Regions from separate parts of the Mus musculus genome. Here region 1 is linked to region 2. A link is a contact called in public HiChIP or PLAC-seq data. All regions are on one chromosome and are shown on one strand. The core of a region is the stretch at or near the end of the contact, and the rest is flanking DNA. Distances in the headings are between cores, read along the strand shown. Region 1 holds the start of Uhrf1bp1l (UHRF1 (ICBP90) binding protein 1-like). Region 2 overlaps Nr1h4 (nuclear receptor subfamily 1, group H, member 4).

Evidence for each region. HiChIP or PLAC-seq counts read pairs in DNA pulled down with a chosen protein or histone mark.
Region 1: an H3K4me3 HiChIP or PLAC-seq map of bone marrow-derived macrophages shows a contact between it and region 2, with 2.5 times the contacts expected there. The contact joins the promoter of Uhrf1bp1l here to the enhancer-like site in region 2. A contact is called at or near these places in 4 of 39 promoter capture datasets (the C10 cell line, cranial neural crest, hematopoietic stem and progenitor cells and 1 more), 4 of 115 datasets of contacts at active chromatin or transcription factors (bone marrow-derived macrophages, embryonic stem cells and extraembryonic endoderm stem cells) and 1 of 9 other capture datasets (liver).

Annotation. Positions count from the first base shown.
Region 1 is chr10:89,743,132-89,750,282 of GRCm38.p6, forward strand. It overlaps Uhrf1bp1l (UHRF1 (ICBP90) binding protein 1-like), which reads left to right and starts at 1,860. Exons shown (of 21, transcript NM_029166.2): 1 at 1,860-2,157. The coding sequence starts at 2,114.
Region 2 is chr10:89,481,525-89,488,002 of GRCm38.p6, forward strand. Nr1h4 (nuclear receptor subfamily 1, group H, member 4) reads right to left here. Exons shown (of 9, transcript NM_009108.2): 3 at 1,860-2,000. Among named protein-coding and RNA genes, the nearest start is that of Nr1h4, 22 kb to the right of the region's middle. Within about 2 kb of position 3,592, at least 18 of the 459 cell types and tissues checked have an H3K27ac peak or open chromatin away from gene starts, as enhancers often do. A contact at or near this core is called in bone marrow-derived macrophages, where this site is marked.

The DNA of each region.
Region 1 (7,151 bases), core at 610-3,109, 260 kb after region 2:
CATAATCAGGGCGAAGCAGGAGGTTTGGCTAGCCTTTCTTTGCCCCTCCCCACACCCTATGTTTGGTTTGTCAATCAAATGTTACTTTTAACATTTATTCCTCTGCAAATACAGCTGATTTCCACCTAATCATTTCTAAGAGAAGAAACTTCAGGTCAACTGAAGAAAAGGGTTGGGCCGGGGGATAAGGGATGTTATCTTACTGAATCAGAGACTGGGGACAAGGGATGTTATCTTACTGAAGCTCAGAGACGGAGAGGAGCAGGGTTCTGGGCAGAGACTGGGAATGAGTCACCCAGCTAGGGACAAGACCTGGCTGGCTGCAGGCGGCCTTCGCTAGTCTAGTAAGGCTCTGAAGTACAACCCATCACTGTCATGCCAGCTTCCAAGTAGGAGTCAGTCCCAAGACAGGCATTTTTATGAGTTGTTATGGATCCTATGTCCAAGTAATAAAATCTTGGCTTTGTAGTTATTTTTATTTTTTTATTTTTTCAAGAGAAGGTGTTGCTAAGTAGATCATGGTGACCTCAGACTTGTAGCACTCCTCCTGCCTCTGTCCCCGAAGGGCTGACATTACAGACCCATGTGTCACTACACCCAGCTTGGTTCCCTTCAAACAGCTCAGATTGCTTTCATCCTTGCACAGTATTTGTGTTAGCAGATTCTTGTTACCCTGGCATGCTTCAAGCATTGTGAACTCTAATGCTGCTTCTTCCCACCTCAAATGGCTACACTGTCTCTCTCTCCCACCTGTTTATGAAATATTTTAGTGATTTATATCTTTTTCAAAACCTGCTTCTACAACAGGTGGCCAGACAATATGGCCCAGACACACCAACAGTACCTACTAGGGCCCCTACCAAACCATCCCTAAGGGCAGACACTATATTTTAAAGATGATTAAAAGTGAGGTTAACGGCTGAGAGAGCTGGCTTAGCAGACAATACACTTGCCATTCAATCATCAGGACTTGAACTTGAGTCTCCAGAATTCACATGAAGCCAGAAGTCTGTAATCCCAGCACTCTTTAGGCAATATGGGAGAGGCAACAAGAGACCAACAAGAGGATCCTAGGAACCAGGTAACCTGGAGTACACAAGTAGCTGTTGAGGAAGAGATAGAAGAAAGTGAGGCACTACACCCAGGGCTGTTCTCTGACGTCCCCTTGTGTGACCAAAGTCACATTCATACATGAAGTGAAACTAAAGCTGAAAACAATCTTTCCAAGTTAACATAGCTAGAAAATATTAGAACCAGGACTTCATTTTGGGCATTCCATTTCAAAATTTCTACTAAGTGTGTCTATGTGTGTGTGTGTCCAGAGGATAACTTTCAAGGGCAGTTCTTTCCTTCATGGTGGTTTGGTCATCAAGTTCAGATCATCAAGCTTGCTTGACAAGTACTCTTGCTGGCTGAGAGCCATCTCACTGGCTCTAGACTTTCTAACTTCTAGGTCTTTAGGTATATTCGGTTAAATATGACATGCTGTCAATTTTACTTCCTTTAAGGTTAGACCAACGAATGGAAACATTAAATTACAGCCGTTAGTCTAAGGGAAGGATCTTGGTAAAAGAAACTGAGATTAAAAAGCTGAAATGGCCAAAAGAATAACATAAACAGAGCTACTTGTAGAGCAGAAAGTTGAGTTCGGAGGAAATGAAGAAGCAAGACTAGGATGTCAGCGAGAGAGGCACAGACAAGATGAAAGGGATGAAGAAAAGATGAAAGCCCAAGTACCAACTAGGAAAGGGCAGCGGAGGACCTAGTGGGAGTCCGAAGTAGGCAGGGCTGAAGATTCCCGGAACTCCCACAGGTCCCGCCCACCTCGAGCTCGCTCCGCCCCCCCGACTCCTCTCCCCGCCCCCGGTCTCTTAGGTGATGCTGCAGCCAAGATGGCGCTGGCGGCGGCCGCGGCGGCCTGAGCGTCATGCTTCGGGCTCTCGGCGGCGGCTGCGGCGGCTGTGGCCTCGGCCAGGCCCTCGAGTCTCTTCTGAGAGTGATCTCTCCGGCGCTTCTCCTCCGGGCCGGTGAGGCGGGACCGAAAGAAGACTGCCGCGAAGTGAGGAGGCTGTGAGGAGCGACAAGAGAGCGGCGCTCCAGCCCGGCGGGCACCATGGCTGGGATCATCAAGAAACAGATCCTGAAGCACCTCTCCAGGTCAGCGAGCGCTCGGGGCCGGTCCCGTCCGCTGGCCGCCGGTTCTCGGGTCCAGGTCGCAGGTTCGGGCTCTGCCGGTGCCGCTGGCGCCCCCGACCGGCCTCCGGAGTCACGCGGAGGGCGGCGGGGCTCGGCGGGCCGGGGTCTCCTCCTCCGCCGGGGGCCGCTCCTGCGCCGAGGCTGGTGACGTCCCCGGCGTCACTCAGGTGCTGGGTGGATGGGGTTGGGCTGGGACCCGGTCCGGCTCGGAAGCTCCCGGGGCTCGGAGCCGAGCGGCTCCGTTAGCCGAGGACTGGGGTGTGTGTGTGCCAGTGAAACGTTAACCTTGGGATTGTTCTCGGTGCCCCCTACCTGGCGTCCCCGCTCCGCTGCACGGGAGGGTGTGCTTGTTTGCACAGTTCGGATTTGTTTTAGGGGAAATTAAGCAGGACTTCTCCGCTTCGGCCAGTTCTCCGTGGAAGTCGTTTTCAGTCCCGCATCGCGTTCGTTCTTGCTGCAGAGTTTTCCGATTTTGTTCCGCGACCCTTGAGTTCAGGGAGTTAACGTCCCTGGTGTTTAAACCCCAGACGTGTCACTCTTTCCATTTCATAACACAGTTTTAGTCAGAAACATGACTCAGTAAACTGGCAGTTTGTTACTGCTCTTGGCTTCTCCATATTTGTCTCAAGAAACAGGCTAAATGTAGGACCCTGTTCCAAGTTGGTGACAGAGAATTAAAAGCTCTTGGTTAGGATCTCTTTCTCTCCTCTGTTATTTGTAAGTTAATGAATGCTTTTAACTGATTAAAGGAACGTTCTCAGGTTTAATGATAGACTTGTATAGTAAACATGTCTTCATTTTCTGGATATGTGTGTGTGTGTGTGTAATACATATATATATATTACAGTTGAGAACATATTGAACAAAACAATACTATGATTCAGCAGATATTTTCCTGACATTATATCTTTATATTGAATAAAATTTAATACACACAGTATGTATACATAAAGTATCAAACTATAGCAAAGTTTGTGACCGTGTGTTTGGTTCTTAGTATCACTAATTAGAGAGAGAGAGAGAGAGTGAGTGTGTGTGTGTGTGTGTGTGTGTGTGTATTTAAACAGGTTAAGTAGCTCAGGCTGTCCTGAAAATAAATCTCAGGCTACCCTCAAGTTCAGTGTCATCCTGCCTCACCTTCCTGAGTGCTGAGATTACAGGTCTGTGCTACCATGCTTTGTTGGATTTTTTTTAATTATATAGATAGTGCAATACTGAGTCATCTTATTTTGAATAATGTTTATTACTTAGGGTGAGTCTGACTCATGAGATACACTTCGCCCTTGCCTATTTCAAGAGCCATAAGAAAATTCAGATCCATAGACACTGATTTTATTGCCCTTTTCTCTCCCAGGGATAATGATACTGTACCACTCTGTATGCCCAAAAGAAAATCTAATTCAGTCGATAAGTGCCTTAGGGCATTATCCTTTAATTCTCTTGTATAAGTCCATTTGGGAAGACCTCTTAAGAGCAGGCGTGTAATGGCTTACTCTGCCACATAGATAACTCCCACATACTTAGAGTTAAGCCCTTAGGATTACATTATAATCTTCCTGATTTCTTACACCTGTGTGGTAAATAGTAATGAGCATTTCATTTTAAATCAGAAAGTTTCTAAAACATAGCATTTTCTTTCTTTTTAAATGGAGAAACCATTTGTAGTTTTTTTTAAAGATTATTATATTTTTATTTATTTACTGTATACATCCAAGTGTGCACATATGTGCCTGATCCAGTCTATGTATGGAACATCTGAGGATAACTGGTGCTCACCTACCACACCATGTGTGAGTTGGAACTCAGTTTCCCAGGCTGGGTTAGAGTGCTGGCCTAGCATGAAAGCTGCCCTGAGTTCAGTGCCTAACACCTTATATACCTTATAAAGCGGGTGTGGTGACAGATTCCTGTAGTCTCAGCGCTTGGGAGTTGGAAGCTGTCAGATTTAGATTGTCCTTGGCAGTAGAGCCTGAGGCCAGCCTGGAATGGTGGAATCCTCTGGGGGAGGGCGTTGGAACCTGTACCATCAGAGAGAGGAAACATTAGGAAAATGCCCAAGTTCTTCCAGGCTCTCCTGCAGGGACTCTTCCAGGAAGAAGTCTGTCTAGAAAAATAGAATGGTCACACTGAGTGAAAGTTGAGATCTTAAGATTGAAACTGGCAATTCTGGAGGCTGGCCAGGACTTTGGACGTTGGCATATTGGACCAGTGAGGAAGAGGAACTGTTTTATAAGAGACTGACATATGCTTTATGCTTTAAGTAAGCGCTGCTTGGTTTGAGTATTATAAGTCATCTTATAAGAAACATCTCTGTTTCTTGCCTAATGTTTGTTTCCTTAGTGCCTCTTGCTTTAATGAGAAGTTTGTAGACTTGACTGATCTGAATCAACTTTGGGGTGTGTGAAGAGAGACAGGAAGAGGTTAGAAGTGTTATATTTTAGGGGAAATGAAACATGAAAAGCCTTTGAAAGAAATTACCCAGATTTTTTTAGGTCAGCACAGGGTATGTGTTGAAGGTGGTTATAGGGGAATCCGTCCCCCCCCCCCCCCGCCCCCGCACCCCGTAAGAGGATAAGAAGTTCTTTAAAACATTCATATATAAGAAAGGAAGATGGAGCAGGAACTACCTGTCATTTCACCATTACACCTTTTTATCTGTTGCTCTGTGTCTCTCTGTACATATGTGTGTAGGTGTATGTGCAGGGAAAATGTAGTTGAAGTTGTTGAAGATCTGACCACACACCTGAGATAGTCGGAAGACAGGCAGGGACAAAAGGTACACATTTAATTAAGCTGGGACCTGCAAAGTGATATGAAAGATCCAAGCACAAATACTTGCCTCCCATCACTTAGCCTCAGGACATAGTATATGATACACAGGTTTTTCTGCAGATTAGGAGTTCACTTGGTAGACTGTACCTCATGGGGTGGAGTCTCTGTCCTGTTTGAAGCAATGGTTGTCAACCACTGGAACTTTGTTCCTTTGGCAATGGTTTTGATTATTGTGACTTGGAAGGTTGTCACCTGGTAGGTAGAGGCTGGGGATTCTGCCCAACACTATCACGCACACCCAGCACAGACCTCTAATATGAAATCACATCTGGCCCAGATGCCAGCAGCCGAAAGGCTGAGGAACTGGTTTCAAATATGTAGATGTGTATCAAATGATGGAGCTCGATAGCTTTGCTGGCTATGGTTATTTTGTCTGCAGGCAATAGAAATGTGTCAACTTAAGTAAAAAAGGGAAATATAGTTGAAGCTGTTGGGTGGGTCACAGATTCAGAGGAAGATCTGACCACACACCCTGAGACAGGTGGAAGACAGGCAAACTCTTTGAATTTCCCTGGGCCTTCATCTTAGAGCAAGGCCTGTCAATTTCAGATAGTAGACTAGACAGTTCTTTGCTGTAGAGGATTCCTCTGTGCAGTGTGGGGTGTTTAGTATTTCTAGGAATTTCCAAAAATTCCCTAGGGGATAAAACTGCAGCTGATTGTGCAACTTTGGAGTTAGGACTCTTACTCTCTGATCTTTCCTGCCAAGTTTTAGATTCTTGGGAGAGAAAAATTTTATGGCCCAGTTCTAGCTATTCATAGATTAGTTTGTCGTGACAAAGAGTGGAAGGATGTCTTAGTTACCTTTCTATTGCTGTGAAGAGACATGACAGCCGAAGCAGTTTATAAAAGAAATCATTTAGCCGGGGACTTACATTTCTATAGGATGAGTCTGTGGCTGTCAAGTCAGGGAGCATGACAGTAGGCAGTCAGACAGAACACTGGAGCTTAAGTGTGAGGCAAGGAAAGAAAGCCATCTGGGAATAACATGGACTTTTGAAACCCCAAAGCCCGCCCCACCCATCCCCAGTGACTCACCTCTTCCAGTAAGGCCACACTTCCTAATCCTTCCCAAATAGTTCCACCAAGTGATGATCAAGCATTGGGAGTGTTCACATTCAATCCATCACAGACGGCAAAGATCTGGCTATGGAGAGAATTATTTTGAATTGAGATTGCTGCTCATGTTGGTGTCAATAATAGGCTTAGCTAAATTAGATTTTCATGGGCTTCGTTTGCTGTGTTAAGGAAACTGAACTTCATACCTGGGTTGTGGCTGACTACTAATAAGTAATTCCAGCTAACAGAAGAGTATAGTTAGTATAGAAGTCTTGTTTGTGGAGTCTGGATCCAGGAACAATATCTAAAGGCTAAATATAGCATCCGCAAATGGACTTGGAGTAACTTATGTACTGGAAGGATGCTGTATCCTTCAGAACCTAGTATCTGTTTGTTGCTCTGTGTTTGGAGAACCAGATTTGGAAAGGTTCTGGGTCCAGGGCAGCTCCAAGGATGGAGATAGGAGAGACAACCTGAATGTCTCAGTGTGAGTTGTTTCATAAACTAAGGGGAAAGGACAGTTTGAAAGGGTGAGTGCAGGCTTGTGGGTGAGGTGCCTGCTGCACCACCATGAGGACCCTCTTTCAGATCCCTACCACCCACATAGAACCCTGTGCAGCAGCTTCTGTCTTTAATCCCAGGGCTGGGAAGGCTGGGAGGTTTCCTGGAGCTGGCCTGCCAGTCTAGCTGAATCGGTGAGTTCTGTGTTCAGTGAGACAGTCTATCCCAAAGGTAAAAAGGAGAGCGAAGAAGATATCAGCTGTTAATGTCTGGCCTCCACATCTGTGTGCATACATGTGCATCCGTCACTTTCTTAAGTAACTAGATCTCTATTCAAAGACCAAGTTTTCACATGCTTTTTTGTTGTTTTTGTTTTGTTTTGAGTCAAGGTCTTGCTGTTTAGCAAAGCTTTGCTTGGAACTAATATTAAGTATTCACTGTGTGTGTAGGATACATGCATGCTGTGGTGTGCATGTGGAAAGGCAGAGGATAACTTGGGAGTTGGATCGCTTCCTTCCATGTAGGTCCTGGGAACGGAACTCAGGTCATGGGTTTGGTGGCAGG
Region 2 (6,478 bases), core at 2,342-4,841:
CTAGGAGACCAGGGAAGCTGCCTTCAGAACATACAATTACTTTTAAACATCCAAGTGTTTTTCACCTATATTAATACTGTTCAATAAAAAGTATATTCAGTTTTATAATATTAAAACTTGTTGAGTAAAACAAACGTGAACTCCTTTCAGAAAAAAAAATAAGCCCCACTCACTAATCTATGCAAATTATTTAAAAATACAAAGGTTACAATACTTAAGGATTGCCAGCCATTGCTTGGTTTCCAAGTTAAAGACAAAGCCCCTATTGTTGTTCTATTGTTGTGCTATCGAGAGTTGGTGGAGCCCTGAGGAGGGGCCCAGATCTGTGGGATGCCCTCAGATGGGACTGTGGGACCCCAGCTTCTTCCTCGGTCCCTTTTTCTTCCAGGCCATGAGACCTGGAAGCTTTTGTGCTATGGCATCAGCGCCTCACCTTTGCCCTGCAGAAGCTCAAACGCTGTGAAAAACAGTCACCAAACTTCTAAACGTATGGACCGAAATGAAATGTGTCCTCTTAATAATTCTCTCGGGTATTTTTTTAGATATTGATAAAAGCCCAACAAACACAAAGTGTCTGAATCTTTTTTAGCGAGCGTGTAGTTATCATTGATTATGCTTTGTGCTTGAACAAGTAACAAGACCTGCTGCCTTCTATGTATTTTGGATTTCTTTGTTCTTCTCTCAGCGATGGTGAAACAAGGCTCCGGGAGGTACACTGTACAAAAGACTTATGAAACAGCTACGTCCCTGTGGGGAAGATGTTTGTGCTTATAAATAAAGCTACTGACTTCTGTGGGGAGGGTCTCTTACCAAGTGAGCTCAGATGGAACAAGTTCATATTTAAGTCATGAGCAACATGAACCGCCCAGTGTCAAAGGATTACCGCTGCAAGATTGGGTTGCAGCCGCTGCCCCGGTCAGGTTCTTATTTCATGTTTGCTAAAATGAGATTGTGATCAGCCTGTATAAAACTTTCATCCATCCAGGGATGGATTATTTATTTATACAGGCCGATTTTTCTCCCTCCTGAACACATTGTTTCTCTGGGAGCGTACCAGTCACCCACACAGTTCAGGAACAATGGAGCTAGGGTCACCTTCCATGGGCTTTTATTTCACGTGGCATTCCCTCCCTGAATGTTGTCATCCCCTTGGTGACATTTGTTTGTCCGTTTGTTTGGAGGAGGAACAAGGCATATCTCTAAATCTGAGCGGGCTGTAGGATGAAAAATTAATAATGTTATACTAACATGCATTCTAATTTCTGATGAAGGCGGTGGTTCCTCATAGGGCCAGTGTTTAATACAGTGTCCCCTTATCAGATCGAAGGACAAAATTATATTAAAACTCAGGGTCGTTAATTTCCTGTGTAAACCTATACAAATTGGCTCACAGCTGCACTGAGGGGAGACGAATTCTTAATAAAAATGACTTAGTTTAAAACCCTATTTAGATAATTCACAGGCATTTACTGTCCCACCGCTATGACTTTTTATGGTAATTAAGCAATAAATAAGGAGTACGTTAAAATCAAATTTAGATGGGCCTTTCAGAATGCCGTCCGACATAGCTCATTAAAGCAAGTTATTTCAATAATACCAACATCATTCCTTCTATAAAAGTCCTCGCAACAACGGAAAACACAATCCCCAAACAAATCCGTCATTTCTTTTAGAGAAATAAGTTGCTCTTCTGACGGCAGTTTAAGGAAGTAAGCGGTCCAGCACCCCGTTCAAGAACTGAGACAGCTAGCTCGCCAGATCCTGTCCTTAACATGGGGTGGTCTGAGTTACCTGGCGCCTGCCTCCTTAGGAGGTTTTGGTGGAGTTTAATTGCTTGAGGTGGATACCTGTATACATACATTCAGCCAACATCCCCATCTCTTTGCACTTCCTTAGCCGGCACTCCTGGCACTTCCTGCGCATGTACATGTCCATCACGCAGTTGCCCCCGTTCTTACACTTGTACACGGCGTTCTTGGTAATGCTTCTTCGGAAGAAACCTGTGGGAGAAACATTGGAAACTGTAAGAAGGTCCCCAACAAGTTTTCAGGATATATATGTGGAGTCAAAAAGTTCTCAGGAACCGCTGGGCATCACCCGGATGAGCCTTGAGCCAAGGGGATGTAGCAATGGACATTTCACCGCGCGCTGTTATAGAAAAGGGAGCTATTTTAAATTTATCTCTCTAGAACAATAACAAGTGGAAATTAGGGACTCTCAGGGGGAAAAAAATCAGGTTTTTTTTTTTTTAAAGAATATATTGCTTCCATTTATCTTTATTGGGGGACAATTATGGGCCAGTAAGTGCTATGTGCTGACGCTATAAAGGCAAACAATCCGTCCCTGCCCTCGCAGAGTTTAAAGGTTGACCAAAAGCAAATGCATGCAAATAACCAAACAAGGAAAGAGTAGGGTTCGTGTGGATACTGTTGGACGCTGTGCTGAGGCAGGACGCATGCAGGGAACTGTTAATATAGCAAGTGAGGGGTTAGAGATTTGGCACTGGAATCAAGAGCACTGGGTGCTCTTGTGGAGGACAGGGTTGGGTTCTCCAAACCCACGTGGTGTTTTTACAGCCACTGATAACTTCAGTTCCAGGAATCCAACACCTTCTTTCGACTTCCGTGAACATCAGGCATGCAGGCGGTACACACACACCCATGCGGACAAAACTCTCATACAACACACAAAATTAAATAAATACTCCTTTTTTTCAAAACCTCGAACGTGAGCAGCAAGCAAAAATCTAGAACACGTGTTGTTGTTTACCAGGTAGTTAGGAAGAAAGTTACTATTCAAGGTTTGAGTTTTTCCCCACTAATATAGACAGCCTTGCCTAGCCATAAAAATTGCCAAGCGTGATTTAAAACGCAGTATCTCCCCAGAGATGAACAGTCTAGCTGCAGCCAGTTCAGATAAGATGCATCAAGCCAGGAAGAGAATGTGACTCTTCCTTCCTTCATGTCCTCATCTGCTTGTTCTTCAACGAGTTAACCATAGCTTCCAATATTCCCAGGGTTGGTGGCAGTAAGCAGGGACATGTATTTGGGGAGCGAAGAAGTAACAGAAAAACTAATGCTTGTTTGGTACAGAAGTTTACACACTCACAATTTCATTTTCTTAGGTTTTGATGACATGCTGTAGACCATGATTCAGAGATAAGCCCCTTGCAAATTTTGAAATTACACATTTCTGAGTAGTGTGATGAATGGGATTTATTTTTATTTTTATTTTCTTGCAGCCTCACCCAGGATTAGAATCATTCCTTCAGCCAGGAAATCCATGGTGTACTGATTACCTATCCAGTGGCATTTGAGAGATCTCATGTGTGCAAGAAATTCTATTGCACATCATTCACATTTTTTTATTTTGTCATTGATTATTACTGATAATTTTCCTGTGCCTAATTCATGCCTGTATAGCTGTGTATATGATTCACAGTTTGAAGCCACCACTGGGTATCTTGGGATGTAGCCACTGTGGATGAAGGTGGACCATTTTGTTTTCATAACTGGGGTATATGTGGCAAATTTCAAAGTTAACACTTCCTCTCTTGGGTTGGGCTCTTCCCTTCCTGTCACTGGGCTACTTTCAGTCATGCTTCCTTGATGATAACAAAGCAGTTTCAATTCTAGCTTTTTCCATTCTAGGTTTACTCCTGTCCTACTTGGTGTCAACTGTCAAGTTGACAGCACCCAGAATCACCAGGCTTTTTAAAAGTCTCAGTCAATTGGTTTAATTAGGTTGGTCTGTGGGCATGTCTATGAAATAATCTTAAATGTTAGTTGATGTAGGTGGGCCCAGTCCACTGTGGTGGTACCATTCCCCAAACAGATGGTCTTGGGCTATAAGGAAGCTAACTAAACATGGTCCTGAACACCCCAAGGAATGTGCCAGCAAGCAGTGTTCTTCCAGCCAGCTTGGTTTGTGTTGTACTACTTTGAGTATAAATGAGTTTTCAACTGGAGGCAACACTGCAGGAAACAGCAAGCAGACCTGCCTTGACTTCGCTCAATGATGGACTGTGACCTAGAAGTATAAGTTGAAATGAGCCCAGTCTTACTCTAAGTTGCCTTTGGGCATCGAGTTTTATCACAGCAGCAGAAAGAAAACAGAACAACTCTATATCCTTTGCACTGAGGTCTTTCTGTTTGAAGTTCTTATCAAGGACTTATAACTTCATAAAGACTTGCTCTTGTCTAAGACATAAGTTGTTATTTTAACAGATGTTGGGTTAATAGCATTTATTACTTACATTCTATTGCTCGAACCACTTTGCCACCACTTAGCTACTTTATCATAATATCAATTATTCTCCTCCCCTATAATATAAAGGAAAGGAAAGGAATACAGAAACATTAAATGTTTGGCCTTGATTTGGGGACAACTGAAAATCAGGAAGACCCTCAATTGCTCTGCTCTAGTTGCCTCTCCAGGGACACAGGACAAGCGAGAGTAGCTTAACACTCAGCGCCGACAGAGAACTGCATTCTCTGATGTTCCAGCTATCAAGATGGGCAAGGTATCCCTGTCTTCAGAACTCTCAGCTTGGGAATATGAAGAAGTAAATTCAGAGCAGAGTACAATATAGGCTGACAGCTAAATATGTAATACATGATTGAACTATGGAAGAAGAATATTAGGATATAGAACAGAATTTTGAGTCATTTCTATGTGCTTACAAAGGTTGCAGTGTGTCTTAGAGGGGGAGAACAATAATCCTGCAGACATGGAGAGTTGCGTATTTATTATGGGAACTATGAAAAATAGTTATCCATTATCCAGCTATCATTCAGAAAGTTTTACAATAAAATAACTCTAATCTAAGGATCTCCTGATGCCTAAGAATCAAATGTCAAGCTAGGGTAACCCTAATTCCAAGTTGGGAAATCAGAAAAGGCTCTTTGAAAAATTTGAATGAGGGCTTACAGAATAAGTTTTGAAACATGTACCATGCGGAAGGAGAGACCTTCCGCGGATGAGCAAGGCACAGTTGTCACAGAAGTTCCTAGGAAATGTAGATGATCCATTTTGGTAGCAGGGTAAGGCTTGGGAATATTAGTGAGGGGTGACTAAGGGGTTAAAGGGAGAAAGTAGTGTTAAACGTCCTTGAAAGCCACACAGAGCAATCTTTGCTATGTAGGAAAGGAGAGATCCGTCAGGAATTTGGTGATAGAAGGTCTGATTGGCAGAGAGAATCCTAGAAGGCAGAACAAGATGAAGAAGTGTGGAACTAGAAACTGGAGACAGAAGACAGGAGACCATAACATAGCTGAAAGGTTAGAGATCCTAGGCTAGACTGAGAGAGAGCTAAAGAGAGAAATGGGAAGGACAGTCTAGCCTTGGGTAACTAGCTAAATATGAAAGCAGGGGCTGCAGGGAAAGGTAGATATATCAAACGTAACTTAGCCGTGGTCGCCCTTGTCAATTTGTCAGTTGATGTGAATTTCACTAGGGAAGATCGGAACACTTTCCTAAGTGTCAAATCTAACCCAATAAAATCTTTAAAATAACAACATTCTATGCTTCAGATTAGCACTGATATCAAGAGTACAGATACCAAAGTGTGCACTTTTAGTGAGTAAAGCAAAAGGAACTTTTCCCCCAAGGCCAAGCCCTGAACTCAATGATCATGTTAGCTTGCATGACTCAGTCTTTCCATGAGTCTTTAGCCCCACCTAAGAATGACACCCTTTAAAACTGTCATAGATATGGAGAGACCGCTCAATACTGAACAGAATAAAACTCCTTATTCCAAGAAGAATCAAAGAAAGGGTGCACAGAACAATACTGCAGGCTTTTCTTTCTTTCTTTCTTTTCTTTTTAACTCTGGTATTAAACTGAAAAGGAAATCATTATCATATCAATAGCTGAATTAATTAGCTTTCACTCTGGGAAAGCAGCACAATATTATCACTACATCATTTAAATGTGGGCACATATACAGTATTTATACTTATGCAAATCTAACCACACACACTGTGCCTTTATCTTGCGCATATTCAACAATGCTCATATCAGAAGAGTCATTTGAAAATGAATTTATACGAAATTCTCAGAGGATCAGAGCCTTCCTGATAATAAAAGACGAGTGGTTGAGAGGACTGGCCTTGCCAAGTTGGGGGTAGGGAATCTCTGGCTTGTAGAACAGCTTGGGATGGTATTTTCATGGGTCTTGTCATCCTAATGTACATGCCTGCATGTATGCCTCATTGGACATTGGTGTTTAAGGATTCCTATGTTTTAAAAACAGCAACAAACATAGAATTCAGAATTCTTTATGTAGAATGTGGCCTACAGAGAGATAACTTTAAACACAGCACTTATTTTCAGCCAGACACACAGTTCTGAAACACTTTGCATATCCTTAATCCAATGAGGTAGGTGCTATCATCCTTTCTCTCCCATGGGAGAGGAACTTGAGTTGTACAGAGGATAACTTGCTCAAGGTCCTACAGGTAATACACTGTAGAGTTTG